Regions from separate parts of the Zea mays genome. Here region 2 is linked to region 1. A link is a contact called in public Hi-C data. All regions are on one chromosome and are shown on one strand. Each heading gives the region's core, a stretch centred on a gene start, on an enhancer-like site or on the middle of the called end of the contact. The rest is flanking DNA. Distances are from core to core; before and after follow the strand shown. Region 1 has its middle 20 kb from the start of LOC103651266. Region 2 has its middle 43 kb from the start of LOC103651267.

Region 1 (7,729 bases), core at 3,352-5,851:
TCCAGTGCGCACCGGACATACCACTGTTCATTGGTCAGTGCATGCCATGTTAGCTGACCGTTGGGATTTGGAGCGGTTGACCGCTGAAGTCGTCTATTCTTGCGGTGCACCAGACAACCCGGTGGCACACCGGACAGTCGGGTGTGATCTGACATCGCAAACTGTGTCTGACCTTCTGACGCTTTAGATTGCGGTGCAGTCGATCGCAGTCGACCGTTGGCGAATTCGAACGTTGCTTCGTGGGCTCATCGGATAGTCTGGTGACACAACGAACAGTCCGGTGATTTTAGCCGAGGAGCGCTGCAAATTCTCGAGAGCGGCCAGTTCACTGGGTGCTCCAGCCTGAGCACATGACATTGTCTGGTGCACACCGAACAGTCAGTTGCGCGATAGGCTGGTGCAAATCTATTTTGCTCCAAACTTGTAGAATTCCCCCAAGGGTCATTTTTCCTTATATGTGACTATGAACTTTATGCACCTGAGAAAAGATCAACTAAGCAAACTAGTTAGTCCATAAGGTTTGTGATGGTCATCAAACACCAAAATCAATTATAGGAAATGTTTGAGGCCATTTCCCTTTCAGTAACTCAACATATGTTGGTGCAGCATGGCCTGGTTCCAAGTCCAGGTACAAAGAGGAGGGTTGCGTTAGACGTGGCAAGCCAGCTATAAAAATTTTAGCCACTCAAGTGGATATGGAACCCAATAGAAAACCATTGAGGTGTAACCCTCTTAGCGACATGCCATATCAGAACCCGAGTATGGTGTTAAATGGACAAGGGCTAGGATGCCACCCCCTTGGTGGCGCGTCGTATCGTGATCTAGATCGGGTCATTGCTTCCTTAGTGGAGCGCTACATCGGCGCCTAGGTGTAGTGACAAATGTGCAAGGGTCTTCACATCTGTCTCAATGGGTGCGAGGGGTAAGGAAGCTAGTTGAGCCGACTTGGATCCATGTAGGTAGTTAGAACATAGAGTCCCTTACAGGTAAGCTAAGACAGTTAGTCGATGCAACGAGCAGAAAACATGTTAATATCCTATGTGTCCAAGAGGCAAAATGGAAGGGGCAAAAAGCGAAGGAGGTGGAGAACATTGGTTGGTACTCGGGAACAGTGGTAAACAAAAATGGAGTAGGTATCCTAATTGATAAGAACCTCAAGGATGGCGCGGTGGATGTCAAAAGGCAGGGAGATAGGATTATCCTAGTCAAACTAGTTTTAGGGGATGTAGTCTTGAACATTATAAGTGCATATGCCCTTCAGGTTGGTCTTAGTGAGAGCGAGAAGAGGAAGTTCTAGAAAGACTTAGATGGCATGGTTAGAGTAGTACCATCCAATGAGATGCTTTTCATAGGAGGAGATCTCAATGGTAATGTAGGTTCAACAAATGCAGGTTATGAGCTAGCTCTTGGAGGTTTTGGGTATGGTAGTAGAAATCAAGAAGGAGAGGATATTTTGGACTTTACTGTAGTCTACAACCTAGTGATGGCCACCACTTTCTTTAGAAAGAGAGATAGTCTCATTTAGTGACTTTTAGCAGTGGTCATTGTTTGAGCCAGATCGACTTCATTCTCACAAGAAGAGAAGATAAACAAGCATGTTTGGATTGTAAGGTGATACCTGGAGAGAGTGTTGTGCCCCAAAAATAAACTTCTGGTGGCTGACTTCCGTTTTTTAATTCGTACCCATAGGATAAACAAGCCAAATTTGTGAGGACGAAGTGGTGGAAACTCAAAGGGGAGACATCCACAGTTTTTAAGGGAAGAGTTATTGTGGAGGGTGTTTGGTCCGAAGAAGAAGATGCAAACAACATGTGGGTGAATATGGAAACTTGTATTAGGAAGGTGGCGTTAGAGGTGTTTGAAGTGACCAAAAGGAGCAGAGGTGAACCTAAAGATACTTGGTGCTGAACTGAGGACGTGCAAAAGGCAATAAAGGAGAAGAAAGAATGTTATAGGAGCTTGTTCCATGACAGGAGTGCGGTGAACATAGAGAGGTATAAAGTGGCAAAGAAGACTGCAAAGCGAGTTGTGAGTGAGGCAAAGAGTTGAGCCTATGATGATCTTTACCGAAGACTAAGTACAAAGGAAGGGGAGAAGGATGTCTATAAGATGACTAGGATTCAGGAAAGGAAGATGAGAGACCTTAACCAAATTATATGCACTAAGGACGAGATGGATCAACTCTTGGTGAAAGGACAAGACATCAAACAAAGGTGGCAGATGTATTTTGACAATCTTTTCAATGGTGAGAATGAGACTATGGACACCTAGTTTGATGACTCCTTTGATGATTTAAATAGATGCTTTGTACATAGAATCCAAGAGTCAGATATCAAAGAAGCTTTAAAATGATGAAAGGGTCAAGGCGATGGGTCCAGATGGTATCCCAATAGAGGTGTGGAAATGCCTTGGGGATATTGTTATAGTTTGGCTAACCAAGTTGTTCAACCATATTTTTCGATCAAACAAGATGCCCGATGAGTGGAGGAGTACATTAGTACCAATTTTCAAGAACAAGGGAGATATTCGAAGTTGTACCAACTATCTAGGGATTAAGCTCATGATTCACACTACATACCAACTATTAAGCTCATGAGCCACACTATTAAGCACAAGATGCCCGATGAGAGGAATGACACATATCACCGTGAACCAATTTGGATTCATGCCCATAAGGCCATAAGGTCAACCATGGAAGCAATTTTCTTAATAAGACAAGTCATGGAGTAGTATAAGGAGCATAAGGACTTGCACATGGTTTTTGTCAACATGGAAAAGGTCTATGTCTATGATAAAATACCTAGGAATCCCATGTGCTGGGCATTGAACAAGCATAAAATTCTAACAAAGTATGTTACGCTCGTCAACGACATGTATGACAAGGTTGTGACTAGCGTCCGAACAACTGATGGTGATAAAAATGTTTTCCCAATTAACATAGGACTACATCAAGGTTTATATTTGATCCCTTATATATTTGCCTTAGTGATAGATGAGGTCACGAGGGATATACAAGGAGATATCCCTTGTTGTTTGATTTTCGCTGACGATGTAGTTCTAGTAGATGAAAGCAGGAAGGAGTAAATAGAAAGCTAGAGTTATGGCGTCAAACCGTAGAGTCAAAAGATTTTAGAAGTAGCAGGACCAAAACTGAGTATATATATGAGATGTGACTTTGGTACTACAATTAGTGAGGATGGAGATGTAAGCTTGGGAGGCCAGGTAGTACCCAAAAAGGACACCTTCTGTTATTTGGAATTGATGCTATATAGAGATGGTGATATTGATGAAGATGTTAGCCATAGGATCAAAGCGGGGTGGATGAAATAGCGTCAAGCATCGGGAGTCCTATGTGACAAGAGAGTGCCACAGAAGCTGAAAGGTAAGTTCTACAAGACGACGGTTAGGCTTGCTATGTTATATAGGGCTGAGTGTTGGCCTACTAAGAGACAACCATATCCAATAACTAAGTGTCGCAGGGATGTGTATGTTGTGCTGGATATGTGGGCACACAAGATTGGACTGAGTGAGAAACAATGACATACGTGATCGGCTAGGAGTAGCGCAAATTGAACAAAAGCTTATTTAACACCTGTTGAGATGGTTTGGACATATCCATCCAAGACCCCAGAGGCACCAGTGCACAGAGGTATCATGAGACGATACAATAATGTGAAGAGAGGTAGAGTGCGATCAAACTTGACATGTGAGGAGGCAATCAAAAGGGACTTGAAGGAATGAAATATCCCAAAGGAGTTGGGTTTAGATAGAAGTGCTTGGAAAGAAGCTATCCACATGCCCGAACCGTGATTAAGACTTTTCCCTTTTAGTTCTCTCAAAAGCTTTCTCCCATATCCTTTCTGTCTCTTTCTCTTGTTGGTTTTCAACTCTAGCCCACTCCAATTTACTTAGGACTTAAAGTCTATGTTGATGGAAAAACCAAGAATCCTAAGGGCTCATTCGGTTGGCAGCGGATGGAGGGAGATTAAATCCCCTTTTATTCAATTTTGAATAGAAGGGGATTTAATCCCCCGAGTGTTGAAGCATGGTTTTGCTGCTCTTGTTAGGGATTAGCGAGGTAGCCCGCAGGCAGGCAGGAGTTCGCAGCAGCAGTAGAGTAGATAGTGGGTGGTTCGGATGGGCCACGATATACCCTAAGTCGGTCCACCGAGACCAAAAAAAAATAATATGATATATTTATATTTGCATTCTAAAGGTTATATCTATAGTTTTATATGGCATTCTTATATCTAAAATTGTATACTTAAATATTACGAATTATACTAGATTATTTATTAAAAAATATTATGACATACCTCATGAATTTTTTTTAGCTACGCCAGCCACTACACTGCGCATATCGGCATATGCATCGCGATCCCTTTCTGAACGGTAAATATACCTGACAAGCATACATGGCACGCTCTCGTTCGGAACCTGCGCGGAAAACAGACCTGGGTTTGGTCTTGGAAATAAGGGTTGCCTTCGCCTACATATAAATACGTGACGTGCTCGTGCGCATATGTATGAGACGCTCAGGCTCAGCGTTGTCCTTGTTAATTAAGCTCAATACTAGCACTGCATCTGCGCGCTACAGATGGCTTTCGTCAACGATGCCTCGTCGACTGAGTTGTGGGCTGCGTTGCTCGTGCCATGGGGCCATGCAGTCATGCAGAGGCGTGCCGGAATGCTAAGCATAAAGTACAGAGGGATGACGACGAGAATAAACTGTCACGGCGAAAATTCCAGTTTCTGAACCTTCTTGCCACCGGCACAGCAGGATCCGGGAAGGTCAAGCCGCGATTCTAGAACTGCTGGTTGGGACAAAGTTAGGAACGCAAGTACGCAACATAAGTCACTTCGATGCGACGTCACGAGTCGGACGCTAAACTGTTCAGTAACCAGAAGCAGCAAAAGAACATGAGCATTAAAAGGTTCAGTCGGCAGTGCTACATATTTGCCGCCCAATTCCACAAGTACCTGCCATTTTTTTTGCAGACGCAGAGACAGAAAGACAATTTAGAAACGTAGTGGACGCCAACAAGCGACAGCCGCACGAATACAGTAATCAAGGCTAGAAGTTTGACCTTTCACAGGGCCAGTAGGCCACACATCTTAAGACTGTCTTTTGTGTTTAGTTTAAGAAATCACTCCATCCCAAATAAGGTGGTGTATTATGGATCTATTTCTCAAATTTGGTGGGATAACCTCATTCTTATATTAGTACTAACTAACTATAAAGAATGAGGTGTTGATGGATCAACTCATTTACCAAACAAAAAAGTAAGGATGGACTACCTCTGTCGGTGTTTTGACCTGAGGGTCCTAACTAACTAATGAATTAGTGATGCGTGTCCCGGTCCAGATAAGTGATACAAGAAGACACAGAAGGTTTATCCTAGTTCGAGCGATAGAAGACTCAGCCTACTTCCAGCAGAGGGGGATGAAACTTATATTATCTTACACCTAAGTGCTCGTAGTAGGGGATACAAGCTAGTCGATTGAGGGAGTGGATCCCAAGTCTCTGAAGATGATTGAGGCAAGTGTCAATATCGTTTGTGGAGGGCGAAACCTGTGAAGTGTTGTTCCCCTCCTTTCCTAGAAGCCCTGGACTCCTCCTTTTATAGCCTCAAGAAGGGATCCTAGGAGCGTCAAGGTTTGTCGTAATGGGGAGAGGAGACAAGCCTGAGCCCCTGTAGCAGCATGGCCACCGGAATGGCCTTTGTTCTTGCGGTTGTCTTGGATCAAGGGAAGGACATCCGACCCTTGTATCCCATATCTTGACCGAGCAGAGAGCCGAGGCCAGGATCAGGGGCTCAAATGCGTACCCGGGCCTAGCTTGTTGATGTGTTGTCCGAGTCACAGTTGTTGAAATAGTGATAAGTATGGTGCAAAGCACATGGTAATTCGTCCCGTATGGTGTAAAGTAGACTTGACATCAGTCTTGCAGTTTCTGTAGCCATCCCGATGTCAGTTGTCTCTGCGCAAGGGGGGCTAGTGGCGTCGGGCGTCCTTTTGTCGATGTTATCTAGGCTGAGGCCATGCTCGGGCGAGACGGAGGTTTCTCCTGAGGCCATGCTCGGACCTGCACCAGGGCATGCAGTCGTGTAGGAAGTGGTTAGAACAGTTGCCGGAGTGGCGTCCTGCGGGATTCGCGGGGAGTTGGTGGCTGCTGCCAGGGAAGTTGGCCGAGGCTGAGCTTGGGCGAGGCGAAGTCTTCTCCCGAGGCTGAAGCCGTTCTTCGGGCGAGGCAGAGTTTTCTCACGAGGGTGAGGTTGTGCCCAGACGTGTGCGTGTCCCATCTGAAGTTGTTCGAGAACTGTGATCAGAGTGGGGGAGCAGTGTCCGGTATTCTCGAGCGTGCATCATTGTAGTTGGTGAAAGTATATGGGACTGCAGTCTCATCGTCCTCTGTTGATTGTGGTGTCACATGGAGCAGTTATCCGTATCATTTGCACACGTCTAGCTGCAATTTTTGCCACATAATTAGGCTAAGAAGTTATCCGTATCGGTGTCACATGGAGCAGTTATTCGTATCGTTTGCATTTAATGCACATGTCTAGCAGTTATCCTACCAGGCTAAGAAGATTAATTAGTAACTCTAGCTGCAAATTTTGCCACATAAAGATAATCTAGTGTTAAGTACAAGACTGCCACACATGATAACTTGGGGGTCCACCCATGAGAGAGAAGTTTTTTTTCCAAAAAAAAGAAAACTTGTGACAGAAAGAATACATGTACCAATTAAAGTGATCGTGCGATGATAATGTACCATTCTCCCCTTGCACACAGTTGTCCTCAGATCATGCATGGGCATCTTTAGGTGACCCTGATTCCATAATACGTGAGCGTACATGCCTTATTTGATCTCAAGCAGCGTTGCCAGGCACTGCTCAGTTTTAACATCAAACTGAACATGTGTTTGTTCTATTAGGTTCGTGGCATATTGCATCTTGTTGGTTTTCATCACGAGTGAAGCAAGAAGGCTGCAGCAAGTTGGTTTTCATCACGAGTGAAGCAAGTTGGATTGAGTGTCATGGTCTTCTGCAAATTAGGGAATGGATAAGTATGCGTAAAAAGTAGAGAATCAGAAAGGACCATGTCCCCATCTACTGATGCCCATTCGCACCACCAACTGTAACACCAACATGATTACTTATAACCTCCAATGCCATCAACCAAATGACAGTTATTTAAAATTACTAAAAATTAGATACAGTCAGATGCATATGCGACAGTAAATAATGCAGAAAAAATAGAATGTCAACACAAAATATGGTTCAGCAGCATATTATGGAAAGAGCAGGTAGTCTCCAAATTAAAACAAAGCGAAAATCCATGAGCCGAAAGGATAGAAAAGTAGGAATCCGACCAGAAACCTGTTCTTTGTCCCCTGCTCTCCTTGGGTGGGTCTACCGCTGTTTCTGTGATTCTATAGAAATGACTCTAACGGTCTAACCTCTATGAACGAGGTGAGTTGGCTGAAAGGTTTTGGCCTTTTGGGGAGGGAGGGAGCCGAAGAAACATGGTTCGGTGGGGCACGAACTTCATTTTGAGCGAGCTTGCCAGGGTCACCACTCACCAGTGCTGCTGGGAAGCCTTGGCCACGGCTGCAGGCTGCAGCTGCGTGCGACGCCGGTGCCGACGAGTAGCGTGGGGCGGGTCACGGTTCATATTTCTCGGCGAGGTCCGCGGGGCTCAGGGTTCTGGGTTCCTCCTCGTGCGGCGG
Region 2 (7,729 bases), core at 3,656-6,155, 170 kb before region 1:
CTTCCGATATTGTAACACACAGGCTCGCAACATCTCCTCGAGAATTTGATTCACTCTTTCTATCTGACCATCTGTGTGAGGATGGTATGCGGAGCTTCTTAGTACATGGGTCCCAAGTGACTTTTGGAGCTACTCCCAAAAGCGTGCCACAAACAGTGCTCCTCTGTCAGATACAATAGTCTTCGGAATTCCATGCAAACGCACTATTTGATCAACATAGATTTCTGCATATTTCTCGGTCTTGTGGGTGGTATGCACTGGCAAGAAATGAGCTGTCTTGGTCAATCTATCCACGATGACCCAAATAGAATCGTGGTGTCGGGAGGTATTGGGCAATCCTACTATAAAATTCATGCAAATATCCTCCTATTTCCAAGATGGTATGGGAAGAGGCTGTAAGGTGCCTGCTACCTTCAAATGACTGGCCTTGACTCTTTGGCAAGTGTCGCACTCAGATATATACTTAGCAATTTCCCTTTTCATTTTGGCCCACCAGTACAAAGATCTGAGATCATGATACATCTTGTTACTGCCGGGATGCATGGAGAATTTAGAAAGGTGAGCCTCATCCAATATTTTCTTTCTAAGCTCGAGGTTCTTGGGAACAACCAATCTATCTCCAAACCATAGAATTCCTTTGCTGTCCTGACGGAAGCATTTGTATTTGTCCACCTTTTGTTCGATCATTTCCTTAATGACTTGAACACCCTTGTCACCAATCTGTGCCATGACTATTTGTTCATGTAAGGTGGGCTCCACTGAAATATAACTCAAAGCACCGGAGGGAACAACTTCTATGTTCATCTTGCATAACTCATCACATAGGGTGGTGATTTTTGCATCCATACTCAGACAGTTACACTGGGCCTTTCGACTTAAGGCATCCGCCACAACATTGGCTTTGCCAGGATGGTAATGCACTTCCAAATCATAGTCCTTGATTAATTCTAACCATCTTCTCTGCCTCATATTAAGATCAGCCTAGGTGAAGATATATTTGAGACTCTTATGATCAGTGTAGATATTACAATGAGCTCCCATTAAGTAGTGTCTCCATATCTTAAGAGCATGCACTACGGCTGCTAACTCCAGATCATGTGTGGGGTAGTTCTGCTCATGGGGTCTGAGTGCTCGGGAGGCATAAGCAATGACTTTGTTGTCTTGCATCAAGACACATCCCAATCTAGTACCTGAAGCATCACAATAAACCTCAAAGGGTTTGGTATTGTCAGGCTGAGCTAGCACGGGTGCTGTTGTCAAATGCTGCCTCAATGTATGAAAGTGTAAAGCCCAAAATATGTATAAAAAAATAATAAGATAAATAAATAACTATACTTATATGTTAGTGTTCTAGGAATTATTTGATTTCCTTTTCTTTGTGCATACTCAATTAATGACTTTATATTATCCAACTAACAAATAAATGAGTAAAGCAATGAATATATATATACATATATAATAAAAATAAAAATAAAAACTTTACATTCATGTTGAGTATTTTTTTATTGTTGCACTTGACTGCAAAGCGTGGATTTGAAATTTAAAACTGAAAGAAGAAAATAGAAAGAAAACTGAAAATAAAATAAATGGAGAAGCTCCACCATTACCGTGAGCCCATGGTCGCTTGCCCCATTGCTCTCCAAAACTAACACGGGTGCAAGCCCAACTTCCCTTTTGTTTTTTATCCTTTTCTATTCCTTCGGCCGGGATGATGTCACTACCACAGCATGTCATCGGAATATTTCCTTATGTCGTTTATGCGTGGGTCCGCTGTACCGGGATCATCTTCCACCTCTGGATAAGCTCAGCCTGGAAGGCTGGAACGCAGGATCTGTTCGGGCTCTCCTTGACCCTAGTTGTTTGTTCTAGGGGTGAAAACGGGCGGATACGGACGGATAATAGGCCATCCCGTATCCTACCCTAATGTATTTTAATCGGATTCGGGATCGGATACGGATAGTTAGAAACAGGACGGATACGGATATAGGGACCGGATATTTATTCGGGCGGATACGGGACGGATACAGATATTGTGTAGCCGGATACATTGCGGATAACATGTACTTATCGGATAATGCATACATTCGCTATAATTCAGTTGGTCCAACATGGTAATATAATAATAAGTATACATCATACAACATAGTACTCTAACATAATAATATATCAATAAGTTTACATCATACAATATAGTACTCTAGCATGACAATATAACAATAAATTCACATCATACAAGACAATAGTTCAACATGATAATATAGCAATAAGTTCACATCATTCAACACATCATACAATATAGCATTACATAAACCATAGATCAACAACACAATATAGCAATAAGTTCACACCATACAATAGTCTAACACAATCGTTCATAAGTTCACATCACCCAAGAGTTTAACATAGCACAAGACAGTTCAACACAATAGACTATTACAATAAAGGATAGTTTTTAAATAACATAAGATAGTGCAAGCAATCCATGCTTGCTTGAAGATCTCAAGTCGCAACCTCATCGTCCACCTCCATAGCATTCATAGCTTCACTTATAGTTTTTATTTCACCCTCCAAATCTGAAATCAATAGAGAACAATAAAACATATCAGTAGTAGCCATCATCATCATTTACAAAAAAAATACAAGAACACATGTACAAGAAAATAAAACCTTTGTCTGAAGCAAGCTTCCAATCCTTAGTACAAACCAAGGCTTCAATAATTTTAGGTTTAAGCTTCGAACGGAAGGAATCAACCACACGTCCACCAGAGCTAAATGCCGACTCTGAAGCAACAGTTGACACTTGCATTGATAGTACATCACGAGCAAGGCTAGAAAGAATAGGAAAATTTGTCACTTGCCCCTTCCACCATGATAAGGCATCAAATGGTGCATCACCTTCATTAGCCTTCACTAGGCCGTCACTCATGTAAAGATCCAATTCAGACACTTTCTTCACATTGTTTGTTGCTGCATATAACTCATCAAGATTAACCTCATTCTCATCATCGTCATCCATCAAAACAACATTTTTGCTTGCCACAGAATCCTTCGAGCTAGTACCCTTATTAGTTGATTTTGCATTGATGGTTGATGAATAGAATGCAAATAATTCATTGATAACATTCATGAATGTCATTTTCTCCAACTCGGCCATCTCACTATCATACATCTTAGACATGTATAGCTCAACCATTCTGTGTTTGTACCTAGGATCAAGAAATGCTCCCACTGCCAAAGCCATATTGTTCATCTCCCAGTACTTATCAAACTTGTCTCTCATAGAGTATGCCATAGTGCAGATTATGGGATCACTACTATCACACCATCTTGCAATAGCCATCTTTATCTCAGAAAATTTACGAAAGAAATGATTTGCAGTAGGATATGAAGTGCTAGAAAAAAGTAATGTGACATCATAGAACTTCTTCAAACACTTGCTGATGTTTAATGCATTCAACCAAGACTTCAAAGATGGTCGCAGTGATTTTTGAATTGTGCATACAACATATTCTTTTCCTCAATATAAAGATCCATGATCTCTTTACGAACAGTAACACGAGACTTCAAAGGAAATGATGGTCGCAGTGATTTGATAAATTTCACCAAGTACTTGTGTTGGGCAATACTAAAAGGATACTCATGCATGATGATGGCATAATAGAGCAGTCTCACACTAAAATTCTCATCATATTTATATGTTTGTATAGTATCCCCATTCTGAGTTAAGTGTTGTTGACCCTTCAAAATCTTATGCCTCAGCTTTAAATGGTTACTAAAAGCCTTTGTGCCATTCGAACTATCGGCCTTAGCTTTATGTGGACATTTTTTTGCATTTTGCCCACTTTTGCTTAACAATGGAACCATCATTTTGCTCCACTTCTACATCATACCTTGTAAAATGCTCCCAAACCCATGAAGTGAGCTTCTTTTTCTTGACATCTAATTCTTCATCACAATCATCTTCAGTGCTTATTTGGACACTTGCAGCTATGCTTGCATTTTCACTTGCACTCGCACTTGCATCTTGTGCAACTATAACAAAAAAGAATATGTTAATATACATTTGCATTCACTTGAAAATGAAACAAACAAAGTAAAAAGGACACCTTTCGAAACTTGAGGTTGAGGCACTAAATCTGTGCTCTTGTTTGACCTTGTTGCTTTAAATGCTGATGCCATAAACTTGCTTGTAGAGGTACTAGTTGACTTGGTTGCTAGTAGTCGTTTCACCACACGATTGTCTCCATCTATGGATTTGTTTTTTCTGACATTCACCTCACTACCAGTAGGTGTAAGAACATGATCCTCCTCCTCCATGTGGTCACTGTCATTGCCATTAACATCCCCCCCCCCCCCAATACCATGTATCTCATCTTCATTAGACACATTGTTGTCAATATCACAAATATTATCCACATCCATGGTGCTGTTATTGTCCATCACAAAGCATAAGAACAAAGTTACTGGTAGATTGTGCTAGTCAAATACATAAAAAACTAGAAAGCAACAATACCTTAGAAGAGAGCGAGGGGCTGCAAACCGGGGCCACGGCGCGAGAGTTCGACCGCGAGGCGCCTCCGATTGTTGTTGCCGAGACGCCGGAGCCGATGACGACGAGCCGGCGACGACGACGGGTGGCGACGAGTTGGGACCGGACCTGCTGGCATGGGGCAGCTGCATCGTGCGAGCGCGGGTGAACAGCGCCTGGCTGGCTGGCTGGCTGCAGACTTGCACGGAAGCAGTTGTGGCGCGGTGGCGGGGTCGAAGTGGCACACGCTGGCGGTGGCGCGGCGGTGCAGTCGGCCGGTCTCTAGTGCCAGAGCTGCGGCGGCGCCTTGCCCAGCCCTAGCGTCTGGTCGTCTGCCCAAGCCAAGAGTCCAAGACCCGATCAGTCGATCACCCGAATGCACTAAAAAAACCAACGGGCCTCAGCAGCCTCAGCCTTTGGCTACGGCCCACACACATATGGGCTGACCGTGAGAGCCTGATTGCCTGAGACAGTGAGACGCACGGCTGAGATGCAAGGTGGAGAAAAGGTACCGGGTACCCGACAACTAGGTACCCGTATCCTCCCGCCAGTTCCGGGTATTTACCGGGTATTGGCTGTTCCGTATCCGTCCCGTATCCGATGAGTTTTTATCCGGGTAGTACCCGTATCCGTCCCGGATGCAAAAATACCCGTACCCGTATCCGGAAAATGGTCCCAAATCAGTACTCGTATCAGGTACCCGTTTCGGGTACCCTACCTGTTTTCACCCCTAGTTTGTTCCGCCCTCGGACTTTGGTCTCTGCGTGCGTGGGGGTTGCGGCAGATGGACCCCACGGGGCTAGAATCTTCTCCTTCCCCGGATCATTGGCTGAGTCTGTTACGATCCGTGCAAGCCGATCACTGCGTACGTCAGCCCGCCTTCGCCCAAGGCTATATATAGCACCACGTTTTGTCCCCGGTTCATCAAAAAACACGATCTCATTTGCCCAGCCGAGTGTGGGGCCGCCGCGGTCGAGAGTTTGACGTCAAACGCCGTAAGCCCAGAGAGGAGAGAGAGTGCGAGTTGCCGTGAGCTAGCCATCTTCACCTTGCCATCGACTTAGCCTCGGTTGACGCCCAGGGGTCATCGTCGGGGGACCGTAGAAGCTCGTTGTGTCTCGCCTGATCCTGGGGTTGTCTTGCGCGCACAGAATTGCTTGTCGGAGACATCCCACCGTCGCTGGGCCGTCGTTCACTGTGGCCAGCACGTAGATCTGGGCATAAAACTCGAGCCCGAAGCCCTATACTCGAAATACCCGAACCCATACCCGTTTAGCCCGAAGCCTGTTACCCGAACATCTCTAGCGGGTAACGAAACTAAATACCCGAACTAAGTTCGGGCCTAATCGGGTATTAACCCGTGGTACCCGAAGTACCCATTCTACCCGAAATAACCAACATCGTCCAGGCACCAGGCCGAGCTCTAGCCCCACAGCGGCTGCCTTGTCCAGCGTTGGCTACGGCGCCCCCCAATCCCCATCGGCTACACTTCCAGTCTTTGTTCTCCGGCAACAGCAAGGCATGGCGGCAACAGCAACTCAGCAAGGCACAATGGCAACTAGCAACCACACACCAGGCGCCAGGCAGCCAAGCGCCGAAGCGTGTACAGGCGTACAGCGGACAGGCGGCCACCGGCCAGGCGAATAGGCGGCCACGCGTAGACAGCAGACAGGCGTACAACGGACAGGCGGCCTCACCGGCAAGCCATCGCGCCACCGGCCAGGCAACCAAGCGCAGACAGCAGACATCACCCTCGCCGACAAGCCGCTGCGCTACCTAACGGCCAGGCGGCCACGCGCGGACGTAGCCTCGCTGTCAAGCCGCCGCGCCACTGGCCAGACGCGCCCTCACATGTGCTTTTATATATTTCGGGTAAATTGGGTATACCCAAACCCGAAATTACGGGTACCCGAAATTACGGGTTGCGGGTTTTAAAAGCTGTGATCGGGTATCAGTTTCTATTACCCGAATTTACCAAAACCCAAACTACCCGACCCGAAATAATCGGGTAACCCGAACGCCCAGTCCTACCAGCACGTACGACTGCCACACCCACCGGTAATACGCCTCTAACTAGTTCATCGTTATTTCCATATGGCGTAAGACTTTTCGAAAGTAAACTTGAAGCATCCGTGTACCGACATGTGCCACGCCGGCAGACCGCCACCGCGGAGGCCCTAGACACCGCCGCAGGCGTTCATCGAGATGAAGAAGATGCGACCTGTGCCATTGATTTGGTAGCAAACGACTGGGATTAGAACCCTGAATATCCCTTCGTGTAATTAAATCCTAACCGTACGATTCGATCGGACATCTGGCAGAAGCTGCTGACGTGGTGGCCTCGCTGGCCATAGATCCTTGATCCTGTAGCGGCGAGTTTATACTGGTTGGGTATAACTTAAGATCTAATCTGAACCGTGTGTTGATGATCCAATGGCTAGAATGAGCCGATACCCCTCCACCGAGTTTTTTTTTAAAAAGAGACCCTGCAGTTTTCGGAAATAAACCTGCCGTCCTGTGCGGGGGAAATCCTGAGTCTCATGATTTTTTGCGTAATAACCCCTGCGTCCTTCTGTTATTTGTGCCCAGTCAAGAACCCCTAGCAAATTCAAAATTTAATAAAGAAAATAGGTTTTTAATATAAAAATAAATCCATAAACTTGTTTAATTCATATTTAATTCATTCTAAGTCCAAATTAATCCATTCCAATTCCTATAATTTTGTAATATTGTTGTTTATCACCTAGTATCTCTGTTTTGATGAAAACAGTAATAAAATTTATTTCTTAGTTAATCTTGCATCAAATACATAAAACCTTTGGAAATTCATAACTTAAGATCCATAACTCTAAAATTAATAATTTCTGATCCTAGAATCTTATTTTAATGTGTAGATTATTATTATATATTTTGTTTACATGTTTGGTGTGATGTTAATTTTGCCTATACCATGTTTGTTTGTATTGCTACGACTAGCGCGAGGTCACGAGTCATCTGAAAAGAAAGTTGGTACCTGGAATCTCATGTCCCAGGCAAGTTGTGCCCTTGATCACTTCTTTTTACCCACTCATGTTCTAATTAATCATAATGATCTGCATAGGTTAATTTTGATGGGACCCAATAGGTTACCCTAGTTTGTCTATCTTTATGCCTTGTTTACCACTGAACTTTTTGGGTAGTACTTGCTAGTGCTTTATGTGG

The links. A called contact is a pair of places that touch in the nucleus more often than the background predicts.
Region 2: a contact with region 1 is called in a Hi-C map of leaf, with 2.9 times the contacts expected there. The contact joins two enhancer-like sites. A contact is called at or near these places in 2 of 25 Hi-C or Micro-C datasets (leaf and tassel).

What each region holds. Positions count from the first base shown.
Region 1 is chr3:208,389,348-208,397,076 of Zm-B73-REFERENCE-NAM-5.0, reverse strand. No RefSeq gene overlaps it. Among protein-coding and RNA genes, the nearest start is that of LOC103651266, 20 kb to the left of the region's middle. Within about 2 kb of position 4,601, at least 7 of the 20 cell types and tissues checked have an H3K27ac peak or open chromatin away from gene starts, as enhancers often do. A contact at or near this core is called in leaf, where this site is marked.
Region 2 is chr3:208,558,752-208,566,480 of Zm-B73-REFERENCE-NAM-5.0, reverse strand. No RefSeq gene overlaps it. Among protein-coding and RNA genes, the nearest start is that of LOC103651267, 43 kb to the left of the region's middle. Within about 2 kb of position 4,905, at least 19 of the 20 cell types and tissues checked have an H3K27ac peak or open chromatin away from gene starts, as enhancers often do. A contact at or near this core is called in leaf, where this site is marked.